Regions from separate parts of the Mus musculus genome. Here region 2 is linked to region 1. The links are chromatin contacts, called in public HiChIP or PLAC-seq maps. All regions are on one chromosome and are shown on one strand. Each heading gives the region's core, a stretch centred on a gene start, on an enhancer-like site or on the middle of the called end of the contact. The rest is flanking DNA. Distances are from core to core; before and after follow the strand shown.

Region 1 (6,808 bases), core at 1,532-4,031:
AAAATAAACTCAATTAGAACAACTTTTAAAAATAGGAGGAAAAGCACTCCAAATTGTATTTTGCATAAAAACCAGGTCACAGCAAAACTAAGTGATTATCTAATTAAAATGGTTTAATATTAAAGATTTCAAACTCACAAAAGTTAGCCAAAAACCATTGGTACCTGATGCTCATCTCCCCAAAGGCAGAGAGGGGTAGGGTGGTAGATATTTACTGTGGTGACACAAAAGTATCCACTCATTCTCATGTCTTAATGAGTGAATGGGTTAGGGAGGAGATGAGGATGTGAGGGACCCCATCCACAAAAGGAAGGTAAAAATGGAGAGTGAGAGACAGGATCTCCCAGACAGAGCTGTGGGAGGACACCAGGAGGAGCGAGAGGAGAAACAAGCAATGCCTAGCGCAGGAGCAGACACGTTTACAAAACGGACGGCGCTTCCTTCATTTTCCCCTCTCTTGACTTTCTTTGTTCTAATTGACTTCAGGCTGATGCATGTACCCTGAGATGCGTGCTGAATTCCAATGAAGTCCTCCTACACGTATACTTTATACCAACACAATCCAGTTAAAAGGATTTTAATTGGTGTGCACCATTCCCTGCAATTTCAACATTTAAAAAATGAATAGTCTCACTAAGTACCAGATGGTGACATGTACTAATTAATCAGGACTATTCAATGAATGAGCATATTAAAATGAATGTACCTATTAGACATGTGTTGCTGACGCTCTATCCTGAGGAAGCGGCTCTGTAAATGAGCGCCCACGGAAGGTGCAGCCTTACCGTGAAGCTCGCGAGCATCTCCCACAATGATTTGCAGCAGTAATACCATCACACTTGTGTTTCCCTCTAGATCGCTCGATATTTCATGTTAAGCAGCCATGAGCCCTGCTATCCCTCCATAATCTACTCAACCTCCTTAAGCTAGAGCGACCTAAACACTGACTCTGCAGCTTTCTGCTGTAGAGAAAGCGCTTACAAACTTATCAAGGTTGGTTTTAAAGGGACAATGGATGAAAGAGATTAAACAGTGTTCTTGAGTCTCCTCCCTTCCTCCTCTGTTTGTCTGCCAGGCAGTGGGAGCCAGAGCTTCCCTACCTGAAGGAGTTACAAAGTACAGGGGCACCCTGTTTGACAGTGTGCATGGTTGGATCCTCCTCAAGCACTGTTTGCAGTGGACAGAGGCACATAACCTATCGGCAGGTCTCAAAAGAGGGAGAAATCTTAGAACTCATTTGTTTTCTTATCTCCATTCACGACTCTTCTGTTTTATCCTTTGTCACCATCATTTCAAACATATCCTAATAGAAAATTGCCCAAATCTCTCTAGAGTTATAGGAAACAATGTCTTCTGGTTTGCTGAAAGCACTAAAACACCAGAGCAGCAGATTAGATAAGGAGGCAGTGAACCACGGAGTACCATGAGGTAAGTTTACTGCCTGGCATATAGCGATCAATGACAAACATTAGTCATCTCCCACAGAAAATAAGGAAATGGTGGGGAAAAAGATTGCTCCTTGAAAATTCAACTCATAAGAGGAACTTAACTCTAAAAGAAGTTTCAATATGATCCCTTTGGGGAATTTAGGGATTATGATAAAAAGTGTGATTTAGAAGGGTACCTTCAAAGTTGAAGACAATACACACCACCTTCTAAAAGAAGCCCACAAGACAGAGCTTTGAGGCCCCGGTGCTTGTTTATGATGTGTGGCAATGGCTGTTGCTTAAAATGAAAGTATTACCCCAAAGAATCCTTAGAAGAGTGCAAGCCAATAATAGAAACAACAAAATTTGCAGTTATAGACCAGAAAAATCTCCCTAGTGGCAAAGGCAATTTTTATTATTTTCCTTGGGCTCTTGCTTAAAATCAAGAGGTAGAGTTTAATACAGCATTCAAGAAGAATTTAATTAGTTTGAATGTAATTAAAAGTAAAATGACATGAACATTTTCATGATGAGGTTTCTGGGCAATGATTGAATAATCTTTAAAAATTCCATTACTATGGTTTAATAATTTCCGATAGACCTACTGCTTTCAAAGTTTTGGTCATAGTAGACAATTTAAATGAAAAATATTTTGGGGTAGCATTCAGCATAGAGTAGGTTTTCTAAGACTTTTAAGTTCTGGGGCTGCAGAAACAGCTCTGCAGGTAAGAGCACGGTGCTCACACCACCTCTAACTCCAGTTCCTGGAGGTCTGACTCTTCCTGGCCTCTGCAGGCACCAGACACACATGTGATACCTAAAACTAAACCCATATACACAAAATGAAAACATATTAAAAAAAAAACAAGCCTCATATTTTGAGATAAAATCCAGTAAGACAAAATATCAAAACCAATCATATATCAACTCAAACACAAAACATAGCTACCCTAAGGAAACAGACCCCTGACTCAGCGAAGGGAAAGCAATGCCCAAGACAACCTAAGGAGACTAGACAACTTCCAAATTACTCTAAACAACAGTCTATTGCATAACTGTGAAAGTACAATTGATAAATGCACCATAAATCTACAAAGGAAGGAGGGAGGGAGGTAAGATGGAACGAATGAATGAATGAATGAATGAGCAAGCATGATGGTCCTTGAACACCTGAATGTGAAGAGTGATGTGCTGAGCACACCACCACTCCCAGGTCACAGCCAGCTCTCGCCAGAAGACTGCAGTAAGAGTTAATATCAAAGCTTTGTCTGACTTGAAGCAACACAGAAGGCAAAAATAAATACCAACTCCTACAAAAAGCAGATGAATCAGATGCACACGGGGAACAAGTGTGGTCTAAGTGTGATGTTTAACATAGTTGTGGTTGGAAACCCAAATCCTGCTTCTGTCTTTAAGATGCAACTCTGAATTAGTCATTCATGTCTTTGGCTAAATGTCAGGCTACTTCCAAGGTACCTGATGTTCTTGGAAAGGGGCCATGAATATATTAAGATAAAAATGGACACTGAATTTTCTCTGATGATCAAATAAAATAATGAAGAGACGATGTTCAGGATATGATGTGTTCCTCGCTGCTCTCTCATCAACCTAGAGAGAGGTAGGCCTGATTATCTCTTTATGGTAGGGGTTGGGGAAAGATGTTTGGACATGGAGAAGCAGTAAAATTAAGAAGTAAAGCTTTTCAAGTTATATAATTTGGAAAATTTGGGATTAATATATAGACTTTAAAGCTTGATACTGGTGAAACCTCTTAAGACTGTCCTTTGTGCTAGAGATCATGATGTTTAAGAAAGGAAAGGGAAAAAAAAGGCAGACACAGCAGACAAGTATCCCTTGTTCTCCCTTGTGATGATTAGGGTGAGAATGTCCCCAGGAGGCTCAGATGTTTGAACACATAGTCCCCAGTTGGTGGCGCTATTTGGGGGATGGTTAGGAAGTATAACCTTTTTTTTTTTTAATATTTTTTATTACGTATTTTGCTCAATTACATTTCCAATGCTATCCCAAAAGCCCCCCATACCCTCCCCCCAACTTCCCTACCCACCCATTCCCATTTTTTTGGCCCTGGCGTTCCCCTGTACTGGGCATATAAAGTTTGTGTGTCCAATGGGCCTCTCTTTCCAGTGATGGCCAACTAGGCCATCTTTTGATACACATGCAGCTAGAGTCCAGAGCTCCAGGGTACTGGTTAGTTCATATTGTTGTTCCACCTATAGGGTTGCAGATCCCTTTAGCTCCTTGGGTACTTTCTCTAGCTCCTCCATTGGGAGCCCTGTGATCCATCCAATAGCTGACTGTGAGCATCCACTTCTGTGTTTGCTAGGCCCCTGCCTAGTCTCACATGAGACAGCTCTATCTGGGTCCTTTCAGCAAAATCTTGCTAGTGTATGCAATGGTGTGAGCTTTTGGAAGCTGATTATGGGGTGGATCCCTGGATATGGCAGTCTCTAGTTGGTCCATCCTTTCATCACAGCTCCAAACTTTGTCTCTGTAATTCCTTCCATGGGTGTTTTGTTCCCATTTCTAAGAAGGGGCACAGTGTCCACACTTTGGTCTTCATTCTTCTTGAGTTTCATGCGTTTAGCAAATTGTATCTTATATCTTGGGTCTTCTAAGTTTTGGGCTAATATCCACTTATCAGTGAGTACATATTATGAGAGTTCCTTTGTGATTGTGTTACCTCACTCAGGATGATGCCCTCCAGGTCCATCCATTTGCCTAGGAATTTCATAAATTCATAAATTCATTTTTAATAGCTGAGTAGTACTCCATTGTGTAAATGTGCCACATTTTCTGTATCCATTCCTCTGTTGAGGGGCATCTGGGTTCTTTCCAGCTTCTGGCTATTATAAATAAGGCTGCTCTGAACATAGTGGAGCATGTGTCCTTCTTACCGGTTGGAACATCTTCTGGATATATGCCCAGGAGAGGTATTGCTGGATCCTCCGGTAGTACTATGTCCAATTTTCTGAGGAACCGCCAGACTGATTTCCAGAGTGGGTGTACAAGCTTGCAATCCCACCAACAATGGAGGAGTGTTCCTCTTTCTCCACATCCTCGCCAGCATCTGCTGTCACCTGAATTTTTGATCTTAGCCATTCTGACTGGTGTGAGGTGGAATCTCAGGGTTGTTTTGAGTTGCATTTCCCTGATGATTAAGGATGTTGAACATTTTCAGGTGCTTCTCTGCCATTCGGTATTCCTCAGGTGAGAATTCTTTGTTTAGTTCTGAGCCCCATTTTTTAATGGGGTTATTTGATTTTCTGGAGTCCACCTTCTTGAGTTCTTTATATATGTTGGATATTAGTCCCCTATCTGATTTAGGATAGGTAAAGATCCTTTCCCAATCTGTTGGTGGTCTTTTTGTCTTATTGACGGTGTCTTTTGACTTGCAGAAGCTTTGCAGTTTCATGAGGTCCCATTTGTCGATTCTCGATCTTACAGCGCAAGCCATTGCTGTTCTATTCAGGAATTTTTCCCCTGTGCCCATATCTTCAAGGCTTTTCCCCACTTTCTCCTCTATAAGTTTCAGTGTCTCTGGTTTTATGTGAAGTTCCTTGATCCACTTAGATTTGACCTTAGTACAAGGAGATAGGTATGGATCAATTTGCATTCTTCTACATGATAACCACCAGTTGTGCCAGCACCATTTGTTGAAAATGCTGTCTTTTTTCCACTAGATGGTTTTAGCTCCCTTGTCAAAGATCAAGTGACCATAGGTGTGTGGGTTCATTTCTGGGTCTTCAATTCTATTCCATTGGTCTACTTGTCTGTCACTATACCAGTACCATGCAGTTTTTATCACAATTGCTCTGTAGTAAAGCTTTAGGTCAGGCATGGTGATTCCACCAGAGGTTCTTTTATCCTTGAGAAGAGTTTTTGCTATCCTAGGTTTTTTGTTATTCCAGATGAATTTGCAGATTGCTCTTTCTAATTCATTGAAGAATTGAGTTGGAATTTTGATGGGGATTGCATTGAATCTGTAGATTGCTTTTGGCAAGATAGCCATTTTTGATCCTGCCAATCCATGAGCATGGGAGATCTTTCCATTTTCTGAGATCTTCTTTAATTTCTTTCTTCAGAGACTTGAAGTTTTTATCATACAGATCTTTCACTTCCTTAGTTAGAGTCACGCCGAGATATTTTATATTATTTTTGACTATTGAGAAGGGTGTTGTTTCCCTAATTTCTTTCTCAGCCTGTTTATTCTTTGTGTAGAGAAAGGCCATTGACTTGTTTGAGTTAATTTTATAGGAAGTATAGCCTTAAGTGCATTTCTGGTACTGGGTTTTGAGGGTTTAAATCCTCAAGCCATTTCCATTTGCTACCATGACTGCTGCTCCAGCAAGCCTGATGCTTGCTGCCATGCTTCCCCAACATCATAGACTCTAACCCCTGGGAACCATAAGCCTAAATAAACTCATTTACTTAATTTGCATTGGCCATGGCCATTCTATCTCAGCCACTGAAATGTAATTAATGCATCTCTCCTACGCAGAATCTCGACAACAATGAAAAGATGGAAAGGAGAGAAGGGACTATTTGGCAAGAGGGAGGGACTAGAGCAGGGGAGAGGGGAATGGCATTAAAGCAATGTGAGGCTAAAGGAGTTTGAAAGGTAGCAAAAACAAATTGGTACTTTTATCCTTTCTTTTTTCCTCCATCTTTTTTTTATTGGAAATAGATTTTTTTCATACAATATATTCTGATTATGGTTTCCCCTCTGTAATCTATCTCAGCTCCCCTCCCATCCAAATCCACACCCTTTCTGTCTCATTTTAGAAAATAGACATCTAAAGAATAGTAGTATTAATAATAAAAAAGCAAACCAAACCAAATGGGAAGAGGACAAAATGTTCAAACAAAAAAAAGAGCCAAAGAAAAAGCACAAGAAACACATATTATGGATACAGAGACACATACACACACATAGGAACCCCATAAAAACATAAAACTAGAAGCCTACACACACACACACACACACACACACACACACACATTCACACACACACAAAACCAAAGAATGCTACTGTGTTGGTTTTGTATTGGTCATCTACCGCTGGGCCTGAGGGCTGCCATTAAGAGTGGTTTTTGTCCCTCTGAGACTTCATTGGAGAGAACTGATTTTTCATGTGCTAGTGGTTATCAAGTGGAGGTAGCTCCTGGGTTAGGGATGTGGGCTTGCGTCCACTTCTCTGTGCTAGGACCCCATCTGTTGCAGAGCTGTGCAGGCATGTGGATGCTGCCGCCGTCTGCGAGTTCATCTGTCTGTCGATCCTGCTTGTTCCCTTGCTGTCCTCCATCTCTGTTGGCTCTTAAACTCCTTCTGCTTCCTGTTCCACAGTGTTCTGAGCCCTGGG
Region 2 (6,808 bases), core at 2,125-4,624, 630 kb after region 1:
AGGCTCTGTTGCATGTGTGGGCTGGTGGGCCATGGCCTCAGGGTACCACCCTGCGCCTTGACCCCACTGTGCTCGATGCCAGTGAGCTGGCCAACCGCACAGGCAGTATGCCCCACTTCCGGCTCCTGGCAGGACCCCGCTATGGCCGTGTGGTCCGAGTGTCCCAAGGCCGAACAGAATCTAGGAGCAACCAACTTGTGGAACATTTCACTCAGCGGGACCTGGAAGAGGGACAGCTGGGGCTAGAGGTGGGCAAGCCAGAGGGCAGGTCCACTGGCCCAGCAGGTGACAGACTTACTCTGGAGCTGTGGGCAAAGGGTGTCCCACCTGCTGTGGCCTTGCTGGACTTTGCCACTGAGCCTTACCATGCGGCCAAATCCTACAGTGTGGCCCTACTCAGTGTCCCTGAGGCTGTTCGTACAGAAACAGAGAAACCAGGAAGAAGCGTCCCCACTGGCCAGCCAGGCCAGGCAGCATCCAGCCCCGTGCCCACTGCGGCCAAAGGTGGTTTCCTGGGCTTCTTAGAGGCCAACATGTTCAGCATCATCATTCCGGTGTGCCTGATCCTCCTGCTCCTGGCCCTTATCTTGCCTCTGCTCTTCTACCTCCGCAAACGCAACAAGACGGGCAAGCACGATGTCCAGGTGTTGACCGCCAAACCCCGCAATGGCCTAGCCGGTGACACAGAGACCTTTCGAAAGGTAGAGCCAGGCCAAGCTATTCCACTCATAACTGTGCCTGGCCAGGGGCCCCCACCAGGAGGCCAGCCTGACCCAGAACTATTGCAGTTTTGCCGGACACCCAATCCTGCCCTCAGGAATGGCCAGTACTGGGTGTGAGACCTGGCCTGTACCAGATGCTGCCCACCCATCCACCAGGCCCACTGTTGCTGTACCCTGGTCTGGCCTGAGGATCTCCAGAGCCAAAAAAAAAAAAAAGACCTTGAGATGCCAGGGGTGGAGGGAGCTGGGAGACAGCTGGAATGAGTGGGGTCAAGAGCTGGAGACTTCCTCGGCTCTCTTAGACCTGGAGCGCCATGGGGCCAAGGTGAGAGGCAGCTAAAGTCAGCTCACTGCAGAAAACAGGAAAGCATCCTAGATGGGTCACAACTCCGGGTCCTGGAACTGTGACCTTAGATAAATCCTGACCCAGACTGCCAAGGTCAGGGGAACGAGAGCACCCTCTCTGGTGTTTTCCTGAAGCCGAATGGGGAGGAATGTTAGGCAATAGATTAATATATTCAAGGTGCAAGATGGGTGGGGTTGCTCTGGGGTTGGTTAATTTAAGGCAAGAAAGCTATTTAACATGGTGCTGGCCTAGCCAGGCCTGATGAAGCCCTGGAGTACACGGGATAGACAAAGGTCTGAAGTCATGTCACCCACAAAGCCCTGTGGTGGAGCGCCCGAAGCACTGGCCAGCAACTGTCAGTGCTTGGACTGGGAGTGTTAGAGGCCACCCTGGTGGCCATGCTCTCCTCAAGACTAGGGAGCAGGCAAACGAAGACACTTGACTCCACTGAGCCGTGGCGAATGGTGCTTCGGAGGCTCCGAGCAGCTGTGCGTCGTTTGAGTTTGTGCACTGGGCTCCTATCCGTGGCAGCTTCACTCCCCTGGGGCAGGCCATGTGGCCTCGCTTCATGGGGGGTGGGGATGGACAAATCTGGACAAGCTCTTGAATTTCCACCTCCTGGGGCATTCCCAAAGTCCTCTACTCTCACCTGTACAGGCAGATGGGCTGTTTGTTGAGATGGGACCAAAGCCCTTACGCTACAGGGAACGTCAGGGAAAAATAAAAATAAATAAATAAATAAATGCTCCCAGCCATAGACTCCTTGGCCTGGGTTTTGGCCTCCAAGGCCCTATTCCTCCCCCAGCCTCCTTTCATTGTGGCTGCAGAAGCAAAAGTAAGGGACATGGGGGGTGTCAAAGTTGGGGACACAGTGCATAAAGGGAAGATTGGACAGGCAGACTTTTGTGTGGAACATTTTACAATCTCCGTCCTTCAGTAGGAGAACCCAGGTATTTCTCTAAAGGAGGGGAACCAATGCAGACACAGGAAAGTCATACCCCCTAGAGCAGATCATTCAGCTAGCAATGGGTCATGAGATCCCAGGTCTCCAAAAGAAAGGCCATTATGTGAGCCACAAGGCAAATAGAATCCTCTGGCCCTTCCTACAAGAGGATGATGCAAGATCAGGGGCAATGGAAGCAAACTCTGGCCCAGGGAATTATCTGGTCTTGAAAATGGGCTGAAGTCATTAGAAAAGAAACATAAGCTGAATTGATGTCTCTTGCTTATAATCCCAGTACTTAGGAGGCAGGAGCATAAGAATGAGTTCAAAGTCTTTTTAAGATTACTTTTTTTTTGTATATGAATACACCATTGCTCTCTTCAGACACACCAGAAGAGGGCATCAAACCCCATTACAGAAGATTGTGAGCCACCATGTGGTTACTGGGAGTTGAACTCAGGACCTCTGGAAGAACAGTCTGTGCTCTTAACAGCTGAGCCATTTCTCCAACCCCAAAGTCATTCTTGACCCTAAAAAAATTGAAGGCCAATCCGGCTCTCAGAGATCCTGTCTGAGCAAAAGGGAGGAGGCAGTAGGTTTCTGTGCTCTGGGAAACCGTGGGACTCCACGAGGCCTAAGAACAGGAAGTTAGAGGTGAAGGGCAGAAAGCAGCCTTTGGCAGCTGACCTGCTCTGGGGGCTAGGGTTTCCTCTGCACGTGTCCCCAGTATCTGTAACATTTGAGCCTCGCTCCTGCTCACCACCCTGCCTGCCTCCAGACAACACTCTCTCACGGCATCGTGTTCATTTTAACATCCGGCCCCCTCTCAGAGACGTCAGGCAGGAAACTTGGAACCAGGTGGATTACCAACAAAAAGATCTCCAGAGGGACAGGAGGGACAGGGAGACAGAATCAGAGAGGGTATGAGACCCAACTAGAGCCACACAACAGAGTAACGATAGATGAGACCCAGCAAGGCTTCGGTGGTGCCGCACTGAGAACACTGCCGTGAAAAATCATTTCCCACCCCTCTGCCTTGTACCTCCCCAGAATATAGCCTCCAGAAATACTCTGTGTCTTAAACTGCCAACACTAGTTTCCTTTTTATAAATGTGATGTCTCTGCTCTCGAAGACCAAGAACATCCCCGTATAACACTCACAGCTCCACCTTGCCACTCCCAGGAAGTTAAGGCTGGCTCCTCAGGGCCTTGCTACCATGAGCCAGTCTCCACCCAGAGTAAGGAGCGTCCCTGAAAGTGTAAGCAGAGATGTGGGTGACAAACCTGCCAGGCAGGATCTGCCCTCATCTCCTGTTTCCCCTAGAGGACTGACAACACCCTCTATTCACACAGCCTGCCCTGCCCTGCCCTGCCCCCAGGCACTGGCACAGGCTGACACTGCTCTGCTGCTCCGAGCCTGGGCTAGGTGGTAAGCTGGTACCCAGACATTGTGCCCACAGCCGTGCTGGGACCTGAGTCTTTCACGACACAGCCGAGCGTGTGTGTGTGTGTGTGTGTGTGTGTGTGTGTGTGTGTGTGTGTGTGTGAAACCCTTTCAAATATACTCCTAAAACTTAAGGGCAGGGTTCCTTCCCCTCTACTAAATAGTTCACAGAAGCTGGAGATAAAGCTTACTGGTAGGATGCAGGGCTGGAGAGATGTTTCAGTGGTTATGAGAGCCAAGTCTGAACCCCAACACCCACATGGTGGCTCACAGCTAACTGTAAGTCCAGTTCTGGGGATCCAACACTCCCCTGTGGCCTCTGTGGGCACCAGGCACACACATGGCACACAAACATACATGTAGGCATGTATGCTTAAAAATTAAACCTTTAAAACAAACAGCCGGGCGTGGTGGCGCACGCCTTTAATCCCAGCACTCAGGAGGCAGAGGCAGGTGGATTTCTGAGTTTGAGGCCAGCCTGGTCTACAAAGTGAGTTCCAGGACAGACAGGGCTACACAGAGAAACCCTGTCTCGAAAAACAAACAAGCAAACAAAAAGCAAACAAACAAAAAAAGACAACTACATCATCTTTCCTTTCCTAAGGAGCTTGTTCTTCCTAGGCTCTGGAAATAGATAGGAACTTGATCTGTAACCAATGTTTATGATGTTGAAAACATCACCCTCTTTTTTTTTATATATATACCTACACAAACACACATGGTTATATATGTGAACATGGGTTTTCTCATAACATTTGGACACACAGCGCAGAGATCAGTACTTGTCTAGATAATATGCAACCTATGAAAAATGTATACCAGCTTTGGAAGCATGTGCCCTTTGCCTGTGGCCCTCCCAAAGGCCTAGGAGCTACAGGGTCAGGACATTCTACCCATTAAAGGACCTATACAAACATCGTTGAAAAGAGAAAGCCATTTGGTGGTAGTGCAAGCCTTTAATCCCAGCACTTGAGAGGCAAAGGCAGATGGAACTCTGAGTTCAAGGCCAGCCTGGTCTACAGAGAGAGTGCCAAGACAGCAAGACAAATAGGGCTACACAGAAAAATCTTGTCTCAAAAAAAAATTTTTTTAAAAGAAGGAGGAGGGCTGGTGAGATGGCTCAGTGGGTAAGAGCACCCGACTGCTCTTCCGAAGGTCCAGAGTTCAAATCCCAGCAACCACATGGTGGCTCACAACCATCCGTAAAGAGATCTGACTCCCTCTTCTGGAGTGTCTGAAGACAGCTACAATGTACTTACATATAATAAATAAATAAATCTTTAAAAAAAGAAAAAAGGAGGAAGGAGGAGGGGTAGTAGAAGAAGAAGGAGGAGGGGGAGGGGGAGAAGGAGGAGAGGGAGGAGGAGGAGGAGGAGAAGAAGAACCCATGGGTATAAGGATCCCCAGATCTCTAGACCCCCAAGCTTGGAAACTGCCTATTGCCTAAGAGTCTAAAGAAGGGAGCCCATTAAGAAGCTGACCCTTGGGCTGGTGAGATGGCTCAGCAGGTAAGAGCACCTGACTGCTCTTCTGAAGGTCCAGAGTTCAAATCCCAGCAACCACATGGTGGCTCACAACCATCCGTAATGAGATCTGACTCCCCCTTCTGGAGTGTCTGAAGACAGCTACAGTGTACTTACATATAATAAATAATAAATAAATCTTTAAAAAAGTTTAAAAAAAAAAAGAAGCTGGCCCTTTAAGTGTGGATGCTATGGCAATTGTGCAGTTCACTGAGTTAGAACTCTCATCTTCCAATAGGAAGCCAGAGAAGTGCTTCTTCCAACTCCAGCCTAACCTCCCCTGACCAATAGAAACTGCTAGAGCTGCTGGAGTCTTCCTCACTTTCCACAAGATACAGATCTGAAAGGAGTGATGGTCCAAGGGCAGGACTCCAGATTCTTTGGTTGGGTCCCTTTCCTGTGCACAGCATGGGAGGAGTCCTGGCAAGTAGGTAAGGTTGGCCTGATGTCCATCTTGTCCTGGGTCCCCTCCCAGTAAGTGCTCTCCTATGTATTTTGCAGTAACCCCTAAGATTACTCAGGTCTTGGCACAATAAGCAGAAATTGCTGAGGTAGATACAAATAGAAATCCACTTAACCCTTCCTGAGGAGGCCCAGATATTCCAGAAAGTAACTGAGGAACTATGTGCATGTGCCTCAAGCCAGTGGAGCTGATCCATTAGGAGAAGTCCAGAATGGGAGGGCTAGCCTACTCTCGTCTGCTCCCTTCTCTGACAGATAGCTGGGCATTTCCATTGAGGAGACAGCAGGCAGCCACAGGAGTTGAGCATGGTTTCATCCTCAGTGTCATGAATCATAGTCTTTAACTGATGGCTGCTGTCCTCATAAAGGGCGTCACCTCCTCAGAGGGCCTCCTGTGGCCATCAAGATAATGAGTGGGTTGAACTGTGTTCCTTTCCATTTCAGATGTGAAACAACCCTTTGGCTAAATCAGCAGTAACTAAGAAAGGACTTTTCTGCGTAAACAAGAGTGAGGCTGGGGCTAGAGATCTCCTGTCCCCAGACCTGAGCACTATTAGCCAGAGAAGCCACTGAAGCTATTCCCAAGCTAACATTCTGATGCTCAATCAGGGTGGTTTGCAGAGGGCTCCCAGGGCCCAGTCTCTGGGGTGCAATGATGCAGAAGAAATGGGTATCCTCTTTGCTGCTCAAAGTCCTCTGTGGGCTAATAGCATTACTTGTGAACTTGTTAGAAAGAAAGGACAGGTAAGCAGGGCATGGAAGCCACATTCTTGTCATCTCAGCATTTAGGGGGTAGAGGCAGGAGGATCAGGAGTTCACAACCAGTGTGGGCTGTATGAGACCCTATCTTAAAAACAAAGAACCAGGTTGGGCTGCAGCCCAGTGACAGAGCCTTCCCCTAAGCAGTTATAGAAAGCTCTAGGTTGAGAAAAGGAAATGGGGGCTCCCAGGTTCTTCTCCGGATGGCTGAGTGAGATTTCAACAAGGCTACAGGCCATTGGCATACACAGAGCACAATACAGTGCATGGGTTCCCAGCACTCAGGAGGCAGAGGCAGGCGGATTTCTGAGTTCGAGGCCAGCCTGGTCTACAAAGTGAGTTCCAGGACAGCCAGGGCTACACAGAGAAACCCTGTCTCAAAAAAAACCACTAAATAAATAAATAAATAAACAAACAAATAAATAAATACCCTGTCTCAAAAAAAACATTAAATAAATAAATAAATAAAAATAAAGTGCATGGTGCAATGAAGACCACTCCTCAACCTGGAGCTAGCTCATTACTTGGCCAGACTAGAGCGAGGCAGGTCACAGTAGCACATGGGCGGGAAGGAGTCAGGCCATACAACCCCACCCAAAGGTTTTGACT

Evidence for each region. HiChIP or PLAC-seq counts read pairs in DNA pulled down with a chosen protein or histone mark.
Region 2: a contact with region 1 is called in an HNF4G HiChIP or PLAC-seq map of pancreatic cancer cells. The contact joins two enhancer-like sites. A contact is called at or near these places in 2 of 115 datasets of contacts at active chromatin or transcription factors (astrocytes and pancreatic cancer cells).

Annotation. Positions count from the first base shown.
Region 1 is chr9:56,270,975-56,277,782 of GRCm38.p6, forward strand. All of the region lies in intron 3 of Peak1 (pseudopodium-enriched atypical kinase 1), which reads right to left. All of the region lies in intron 5 of Peak1os (a long non-coding RNA gene), which reads left to right. Among named protein-coding and RNA genes, the nearest start is that of Peak1os, 33 kb to the left of the region's middle. Within about 2 kb of position 2,782, at least 53 of the 459 cell types and tissues checked have an H3K27ac peak or open chromatin away from gene starts, as enhancers often do. A contact at or near this core is called in pancreatic cancer cells, where this site is marked.
Region 2 is chr9:56,898,052-56,904,859 of GRCm38.p6, forward strand. It overlaps Cspg4 (chondroitin sulfate proteoglycan 4), which reads left to right. Exons shown (of 10, transcript NM_139001.2): 10 at 1-1,819. The coding sequence ends at 839. Among named protein-coding and RNA genes, the nearest start is that of Snx33, 27 kb to the right of the region's middle. Within about 2 kb of position 3,375, at least 77 of the 459 cell types and tissues checked have an H3K27ac peak or open chromatin away from gene starts, as enhancers often do. A contact at or near this core is called in pancreatic cancer cells, where this site is marked.